Linked DNA regions of Mus musculus: all the other regions are linked to region 2. Evidence: chromatin contacts called from public HiChIP or PLAC-seq and promoter capture Hi-C data. All regions are on one chromosome and are shown on one strand. The core of a region is the stretch at or near the end of the contact, and the rest is flanking DNA. Distances in the headings are between cores, read along the strand shown.

Region 1 (2,711 bases), core at 66-2,565, 810 kb before region 2:
AGCTTTGTAAAGGGAGTGATCTACATTTTCATTTAATAAAAAGTGAGAACAAAATCAGGTAGGCATGGTGGTGCACACCTTAAATCTCAGCACTCTGGAGGCAGAGCCATGTCGATCTCTGTGCGTTCAAGACAGAGAGTTGGTCCACAGGTTGGTCCACATAGTAAGTCCCATACTATCCCGTGCTATGCACCAAAGGGCTGTTTTTAACAAAAAGACAAAGCCAATCAACTTGACAAGGTAGTTTTAACGTAAGGTAGGTAGGGGAGACAGGCTGCATAAGATGGGAAAGTAGATTGGTTGAGAGATCCACTGTACTACTTGAAATGGATATTAAGTGGCCCCAAGAAATCTACACAGCAAAACCCTGGTCCTAGCTGACCAGTCTGTTAAGATGGAGTAGAGTTAGGGCTGGTGGGTCACGTAATTGATTTTGGCCTTGAAGAGGTTTTGGGGATCCCAGCCTCTCCTCAGTCTCTGCTTCCCTGTGTGTGAGGTGGGCTGCTTTCCTTTGCCACAGGCTCCACTGTTTCAGACCCAAAGCTATCGTGCCAAGCAACCGTGGTCCAAAGTGTAGAAACTGGGAGCCAGAACAGATCTTTAAAGTTTGTTTTTCTCTGCCACTTTGTCATGGTGACGGTAAGCAAATGAGCATACTGGTTTCTGTTTATTTGTTTGGTTGGTTTTTGTTTTGTTCCGTTTTGTTTTTCAGGTGGTCTGAAACAAAAATATAGGAGAGGCAGATTGAATGAAAATAAGACAAGAGCTTTATTGTCAAGTGAAAGTCTTATATTTCATTATATGCTAAAGAAAATGTCAATAAAAGGATTAAAGAAAGATAAAAACAGTGATCTTTTCCATTTAAGCCTTACCCTTCCGTTCCTCTTCCTGTCTCCTCTACTTCCTCGATGCATACCAAACGATTTCTATGCAACTATTTCAATCTAATTGATTTGGGTTTCTTTGTCTCTCCTCCTTCTTTCACCCATGCATTTGGCACAGACACTTTAACAACTATTAACAGTAAAACTACCACTTCCCTTTTTGAGGTTTATACTCTAGATATTAAAATTACAGTTTTTTTTAAAATAATTTACAATCCAACCCAGACAAGAAATAGCTCATCTCCACAGTGATGCTATATATAGCTAACTCACTAGAAGTCAGGAAGTAACTTCATCAGTCAGATGAAGGGCAAACTGAAAACCTGAGGCTACTGATGGCTGGCCAATCACAAGTCTGTTTAGAGAAGGAGGCAGGCTGGCCCATGTTTCTGAAGAGTTGGCAGCTGTTCCTTTATGCCCCACACCCCACCTCCCTGGACTCCACCAGGTGTGATGCGGTCCCCATGGCCTTTCAAGCACTATAGAGCAAGCATCATTAGCATATCCTTCAGTGTCTCTTTGCCCTTGCCTCTATATATAGAACAGAAAGTCAAACGACAAGAGTCACCTAATGAAACAAGCCAAAATTAAGAGGACAGTGAAAAGAAAACTTTGGAGGGGAGAATGATGTTAGTGGTGGAAATTATAGAGACTAATACAATTGATATAGCCATGACAAGAAAAATGTGGCATTCACAAAAGATACAAGCTAAATGGAAAAGTGGGTTTTGCCATGGGAGGTGAGAAGAAGGGAGAAGGTATTTCTATTCTTTTTTATGATTTATTTATTTTTATTTGATGTGCATTTGTGTGTGTGTGTGTGTGTGTGTGTGTGTGTGTGTGTGTGTGTGTGTAAGAGTGTCAGATCCCCCGGAACCAGAGTTACAGACAGTTGTAGCCAACCATGTGAGTGCTGGGAACTAAATGCAGATTCCCCTGAAAGGACCACCAATGATATTAACCACTAAGTCAACATCTCTGCAGACCCTGGGAGTAGATATTTCATTGTGATAAAGATATGAGAGATGTGTAAGAAGTCAAAGATAGGTCTTTCAAAGGATATTGGTAGAGGCATTTATGTACAGGTATGATGACCTAAGTCCCATCACTAGACCCCATAAGGTATCAGGAAAAAAACAATTCCTGAGCATTGTCCTCTGAAGTAACTTACATCCTACATTCATTCTCTCTCTCCCTCCCTCCCTCCCTCCCTCCCTCCTTCCTTCCCTCCCTCCCTCCCTCCCCCTCTTCCTCTTTCTCTGCCTCTCCCCTCCTTCCCTTTCTCTCTGTCTCTTTCTCTCTCTCTTCTCTCTCTCTCTCTCACATACACCATTGAATGAATGAATGAATGAATGCATGCATGCATGCATGCATGAATGAATGAATATATGCATGCATGCATGCATGCATGAATGAATGAATATATGCATGCATGCATGCATGAATGGATGAATGAATGAATGAATATATGCATGCATGCATGCATGCATGCATGAATGAATGAATGAATGAATGAATGAATATTTTAGAGGATGGAGGGATGCCTTTTAAAAATACGCCTTAGATTTGGGTGCCAAGGATTCAAATCACAGAACTGACACAGTTTCAATTAAAATACCCTTAAGATCTTTGTATATGAAAAAGCTGAATAAAATATGAAGAAGATATTTAGAATATTTCTCCTCTTCTCTCTGGTTTCTTGGGGCATCTTTCCATATTTCTTCACCACACTTCCATGTATAATACTCTCCCAAGATCACTGATGCTCTGTAAAAAAACATTTGCATTTCTCTAATGACTGGACGTGTTTATCTTATATGACAGACA
Region 2 (2,700 bases), core at 125-2,624:
TAGCGCCATGGCCTCCTAAGCCTTGGGGAGTCTGGCTTGGGTCTGGTGGGAGAGCATAAGGCCCTCAAACCTGAACTGGGAACGTTGAGCTATCTTTAGGAGGTCCCGGAAAAAGTTAGATGGACGGCGATGGGAACTGCTCCAGTGGTGTGGGGGAAAGCAACTGGAGAGTAGAGGTTGTACCCTTTGGTGCTTAGGGCTAGAGATAAAGGCAAGGTAAAGGGGAGGAGGGGTTAGAAAGTTTATTTATTAGAAATTTATTACAGGTAATAAGGTGAGTTTTATAAAGAGAAAATTAAAAAAGATGAAATCTAAAATACAACATAAATATGTGTATATATATGCAATATACATATACTAATATATGTGTATTATATCATATACATATACATACACATACACATACACATACACATACACATACATATATATGTGTGTATATAACTTCTAACCAAAAATCCTATTGGCAGAGAGTCAGTGTGCTCCGAAATCAGGATTTGCCTGAACAGATAACAGTTTTCTCGATGGGAACAGAGGTGTTGGTGGGAGAAAGAATAGCAAACTGAGAATCCTCATTCAAGGAAGACTGTCCCAGGGTTGGGAATGACAAATTGTCTCACACAGTGACAATTGTTTCCAGAATAAAAATGAGCAGAAATCCTGTGCTCAGAAGGAAGAACCAACGGCGGCCAGCACTGAGAGGCAAGCGAGCAGCCTCGTGAAGCCTGGTGTCCGCCTGAGCCACAGCCCAGTAGATCAAGCTGCCTGGGCAGGTGTACACGTTGGGCCATTCTGTGTTCCGAGGAAGAAGCTCTTGAATCACGGAGTCAGCGTGAACTCTGTACTCTACCGTATGCGTGATATGCTGTGTACAGTCTGTGTTTCTTGTTGTGCTAAGACTCAAGGTGTTCTGGCTTCTTCTGGATGATAATTAATATGACTTGGAATTATTGCACTTTTATTGGTTTCCCTGCAGCCATACAGTGTACTTAATGAGTCATTATATTTTCGCTTTTATACAAGTGAAAACTCATTTTCAATGTGAGCGAAAAATCATGCCCCTCTATATGTGTTATTTTTCTAAGACGAAAATGAGTCCTTAACTTAATTCCATTAGCCTTGTGTCTGTGGAAGTTTTCTATTTAGTGGCCTCCTCTGTAAGGAGGGAACTGGTGCTCTTCTAGGAATAGAGTTAGATCCGGGTTCGGCTTCACAAAGAATCAGTTCCGGCGCTCTGAGCTCTGTGTATCCAGAACTGCCGCTCTCATTAAAAAAAAAAAAAAAAAAAAAAAAATTGAGTGCCCTGAGCTAACATGGCATCCCGCAGCACAGCCAGTTGAAATGAAGCGGCAGGAAGTGCTCTTTGGTGGGAGTAGGGAGGGGGAAGGGAGAGGAAGTGACATCGTTCCTGTGGGCTCTACTCCACACCAGTGACAGAGGCGCTTGAAGCCCCAGGCAGTTTAAAAAGAACTGAAGAGCACAGAGTATCTCAATGCTCGTCAAAAACAAAGACACGGCAGCTACAAGGGACAGTAAGTAGGTTTGACATAAAGCCCTGAGAACTAAGACTTATAATCATGCATTTTCAAATACTCAAAAAACGAAGTAATGATGGGCATATTTAGAAATGTCACATTTTAGCCTGGGGAGGAAGAAGCCACTTCCCCCACCCCCACCCCCACCCCCACCCCCTCTTAGTGATTGGCCCAGAGTTAAATTTGTCATGGAGATGCTGAAGACTAAATTCACAATTTTACCCATTGCAAAGTCTTCAGGACTTTGTAAAAATAAAACCTGAAACAAGAAAATGACCTCAAGGGTTGAAAAGAAAAAAAAGAAAAAAAAAAAAAAAAAAAAAACGAATAAGCCGTTTCCCAGGAAAGAAAGATTACAGCAAAATCATTGTAGTGTGTATGGAAATTTCAAAGGGTGGTGAAGTGTATTCTGATGCCCAAAGACAATAACAGGATGCTGACCAAAGCTGTTGAGCTGCAAGCAGCTCACTCACCTCAGGACCTACGGAGCCATTGACGTTGCTTTTTCTCTTTCCTCTTCCTCTCTTTGTCCTTATCTTTTTTTTTTTTTTAACCTTTTGCCCTCTGCCTTCTCCTGTCCTCTGTCTTTCTGTTTGTCTTTTAACTGAGCCTAATATAAAATTCATGGTAGCTGATAAGGAAATCCATCTTATATCACGAAAGACTATCCTTCACGTTAACCCTGGACAGGTATAATCTGCCATTTCTTCTGTTCACTTTATTTTCATTGGATGCCATCACAATTCTTCAAAGCTAACCCCGAATGAGTATGGGGTGGGGTTGGGGGAAAACACATACGTGTTACCAATACTCTGTGCAGAGGAAAATGCTCCCCAGCTCTGTGGAAGAAATACTTCTGGAATGCAGCCTCAGACCTGGGGCCCTTCATCCTGTTTATCAAAGCATGATCCACTGTGGCACGTTGGAGGAAACAATGTCAAAAGAAGAATGGGATCCAAGAGAATTCAAGCACACCTCTTATTTTAAAATTCTCCATTAAGTGGAGCTCAGTTCTTTGTAATGCACACACAGTCTAAATACGTTGTCCTTGGATGGAGAACACATCAATTATTAAAAGCCACAAGAAGAAACATTCTACTTGATCTTAGCCAAAGGCTAAAAAGCAGTGACTGTGATAGTGGGAGGGGAGTTCACAGTGTTCAGA
Region 3 (2,700 bases), core at 75-2,574, 940 kb after region 2:
CCTGAATGCTAGGAATTGTAGGAGTGAGTTTGTGCTACCTGGCCCAGCCTAAACATCCATATTTGGTGTGAGGTTAACTGAAGCTGTTCTTAAACTTCAGTGATGGAATTAGGGGGCCTAGATGACCAAACCCAACAAGATCTCTTCTTAACTTAAAAGTAAAAAAAAAAAAAAAAAGGTCTCAAAAATTATGAAATAGGCAAGAAACAGCCCCCCCCCCTTCCAGTGGTCAGGGTGGGGAGCCTACAGAGCTTAACACACCTCAGAGGATTGTTCTGTGCCCTTGCCACTGAATGTCACCAGCACACTCACATGTGCCTGGGGCTAGCCACAGAGCCCGTGCACGAGGGGGTGGGTGGGTCGGATGTTCAGCAGGACACACAGACTTTCTCTTTAGACTGCTTATCTTGATGGGGGAGATAAACGTGAGTTGGGTGATTATATATATTTAAATCAATATGGCGTAGAAGCTCTGAAAAGTAGGCTCTTTGACTTTCTGGGAACATATCAGGAATTGGTTCTAAGTAGTAGGGACATAGCATCCTTAAGAATTTGAACTGAGATAAAATAATCTAAAATATTGGTAGGGATTTCTCAGGCCAAGGGATGGGGTTTGTGGCACTGGGGGTGGGGGGTGGGGCAGCCTGAGAGGGTGATATGGAGAGGTAGTCTGGTGACCAGGGCCATACAGAGGCACAGAGAGAAACTTACAACAGCTGAGAATCCAGAGATCAAACCGGACAATAACCATGACTGTGAAGCTGGGCAGATGCTGTCTCTGTGGGGTCTTGAGGGCAGCCCTCCCCCACTCCTACCCCAGCAAAGCCGAAAGCCATTACAGGGCTTACACAGAGATGCATAATTAAGTTTGTGTTTTACCATTAAATTGGCTAATGGAGCATACTGGCTGGAGCAAGGAGGAATGCTAGCTCTCCAGACAGAAGGCTCTGCTGGCAGCACAGGATGCTGGCAAATACATTCTAGGGCGGGGCCTGTGAAACATCACTGTCACTTCCTGCCACTGAACAAGCACACACCCTTTCTGTGGCTTCCTAAAGATTTCTACAAGCATTAAGGAGTCTAACTAAACTCTAACCTAAGCGCTCTATCCTAACCCGCCCCCCTCCGCATCCCCCCTTTTTATGCCTTCTAGGGAAATGCCACGATGAGGTTGAGTTTGACCCTGTGAGTTTGGGAACACAAACATACCGGAGTCTGCAAACATCAAAAGCTTCCTAAGTGGAGCGGAGATGCATGGGGGAGGGAGAGGAAATGCGGAGAAGCATTTGACTCTTTGGAGGGGAGGAGGGATGGGAGAGAGGAGGACAACTTCTCTGCACAGGCTTGGTATCACTCTCCCTCGTCCGGAAGTCCTTTTGCCCTGTAAGATACAGCCCTGGAAAGAGTCTGAAATAAGGAGCAGCTCTAAGTGGGGAAAGATCGAGAGCTTCGGGGAGATGGTGCAAGCGCTGGTGAGGGAGGGATGGGGAATTTTAGCCTTGATAGCTAGCTGAAAGACAGTTTTTTGTTTTTTAAGGAAGATAATGCTGAGTATTGCTTAAAACCGTTTTTGTTTGTTTCTTTATTGGTTGTTTGGTTGTTTTTTTTGTTTTTGTTTTTGTTTTTGTTTTTTTTCAAGACAGTTTCTCTGGGTAGCCCAGCCGGTCCTGGAACTTGCTCTGTAGACCAGGCTAGCCTCGAACTCAGAGATCCACTTGCTTCTGCCTCCTGAAATGTGGGATTAAAGGCAGGATTGAATGTGGGATTCAGGAGCTGGCCCCACTCCTCATCTGGGCAAAGCAGGATCGAGCGCTGGCCCCTGGAACCCAGGCCCAGGATTGCTGGCTGGCAACTTCTACCCAGGCCCAGATCCAAGGCTCTGAGTTGTCCCACCCCAACATCTTCTTCATCTATGAACTGTTGGAGCATGCTCAAAAGGCTGATTCAATAGAACCAAAGCTTTAGGATCACCATGACACAGGATAACAACAGGATATCCTAGAGGAGTCCCCATGAAGATCCAATATTGAGAGGATAGCACAAGCCAGAGGCCTTGAACCAGACCAATGACTCACTGCAGTGAACCTTTGCAAGTAAAAATGTGTGGACGAAAGGGTACACTGTGGGACACACTGTAGCTTCCATGGCGAGATGGTTTTTATTTTTATTTTTTGTTTTCTTTTGAGGGAAGCTGAAGTGGTGGAAGGCAGATGCGAAGGGGCAGGAAGATGAGTGGAATTGGGGTGCATGATGTGAAATTATGCAGAATCAATAAAAAGTTATTTTAAGCAGATATAGAGCCAGGTATACGTGATCAATAGTCCCAGCACGTGCGAGACTGAGACAGGGAGGTTTACAATTTGGAGCTACCCAGGACAACATAGTGAGGCTCTGTCTAAATGAATAAATAGCCAGTGTGCTTAGGCATGCCCCCACAGTCTCTCAAGTTCATTCTCTCCTGTATGTAGTGAATTTGAGGCCAGTATAGGTTGCATGAAACATTGTTTCGATGACAGTATAGGTTGCATGAAACATTGTTTCGATGACAACAACAACAATAAAAGTACATACAAAGCTGTACACACTACTCCAGAGAGACAGGAGAATGACTTGAGCCCAAGAGTTCAAGACCAACCTGGTCAACATAACAAGACTTTATCTCAACATAACCAGAAAAATAAGTGTGTTAGTTTGAATATG

What was found. Promoter capture Hi-C pulls out the DNA fragments that hold promoters and counts their contacts. HiChIP or PLAC-seq counts read pairs in DNA pulled down with a chosen protein or histone mark.
Region 1: a contact with region 2 is called in a promoter capture Hi-C map of embryonic stem cells, with 3 times the contacts expected there. The contact joins two enhancer-like sites. A contact is called at or near these places in 1 of 39 promoter capture datasets (embryonic stem cells), 4 of 484 Hi-C or Micro-C datasets (CD4 T cells, the HPC-7 cell line, embryonic stem cells and 1 more), 1 of 115 datasets of contacts at active chromatin or transcription factors (embryonic stem cells) and 1 of 9 other capture datasets (embryonic stem cells).
Region 3: a contact with region 2 is called in an H3K4me3 HiChIP or PLAC-seq map of bone marrow-derived macrophages, with 4 times the contacts expected there. The contact joins two enhancer-like sites. A contact is called at or near these places in 4 of 115 datasets of contacts at active chromatin or transcription factors (bone marrow-derived macrophages, embryonic fibroblasts, large pre-B cells and 1 more) and 1 of 9 other capture datasets (embryonic stem cells).

What each region holds. Positions count from the first base shown.
Region 1 is chr13:110,047,560-110,050,270 of GRCm38.p6, reverse strand. No RefSeq gene overlaps it. Among named protein-coding and RNA genes, the nearest start is that of Gm32881, 42 kb to the right of the region's middle. Within about 2 kb of position 1,315, at least 23 of the 459 cell types and tissues checked have an H3K27ac peak or open chromatin away from gene starts, as enhancers often do.
Region 2 is chr13:109,238,150-109,240,849 of GRCm38.p6, reverse strand. The region is part of intron 3 of Pde4d (phosphodiesterase 4D, cAMP specific); the gene reads right to left. Among named protein-coding and RNA genes, the nearest start is that of Mir582, 85 kb to the left of the region's middle. Within about 2 kb of position 1,374, at least 107 of the 459 cell types and tissues checked have an H3K27ac peak or open chromatin away from gene starts, as enhancers often do. A contact at or near this core is called in bone marrow-derived macrophages, where this site is marked.
Region 3 is chr13:108,296,070-108,298,769 of GRCm38.p6, reverse strand. No RefSeq gene overlaps it. Among named protein-coding and RNA genes, the nearest start is that of Depdc1b, 19 kb to the left of the region's middle. Within about 2 kb of position 1,324, at least 227 of the 459 cell types and tissues checked have an H3K27ac peak or open chromatin away from gene starts, as enhancers often do. A contact at or near this core is called in bone marrow-derived macrophages, where this site is marked.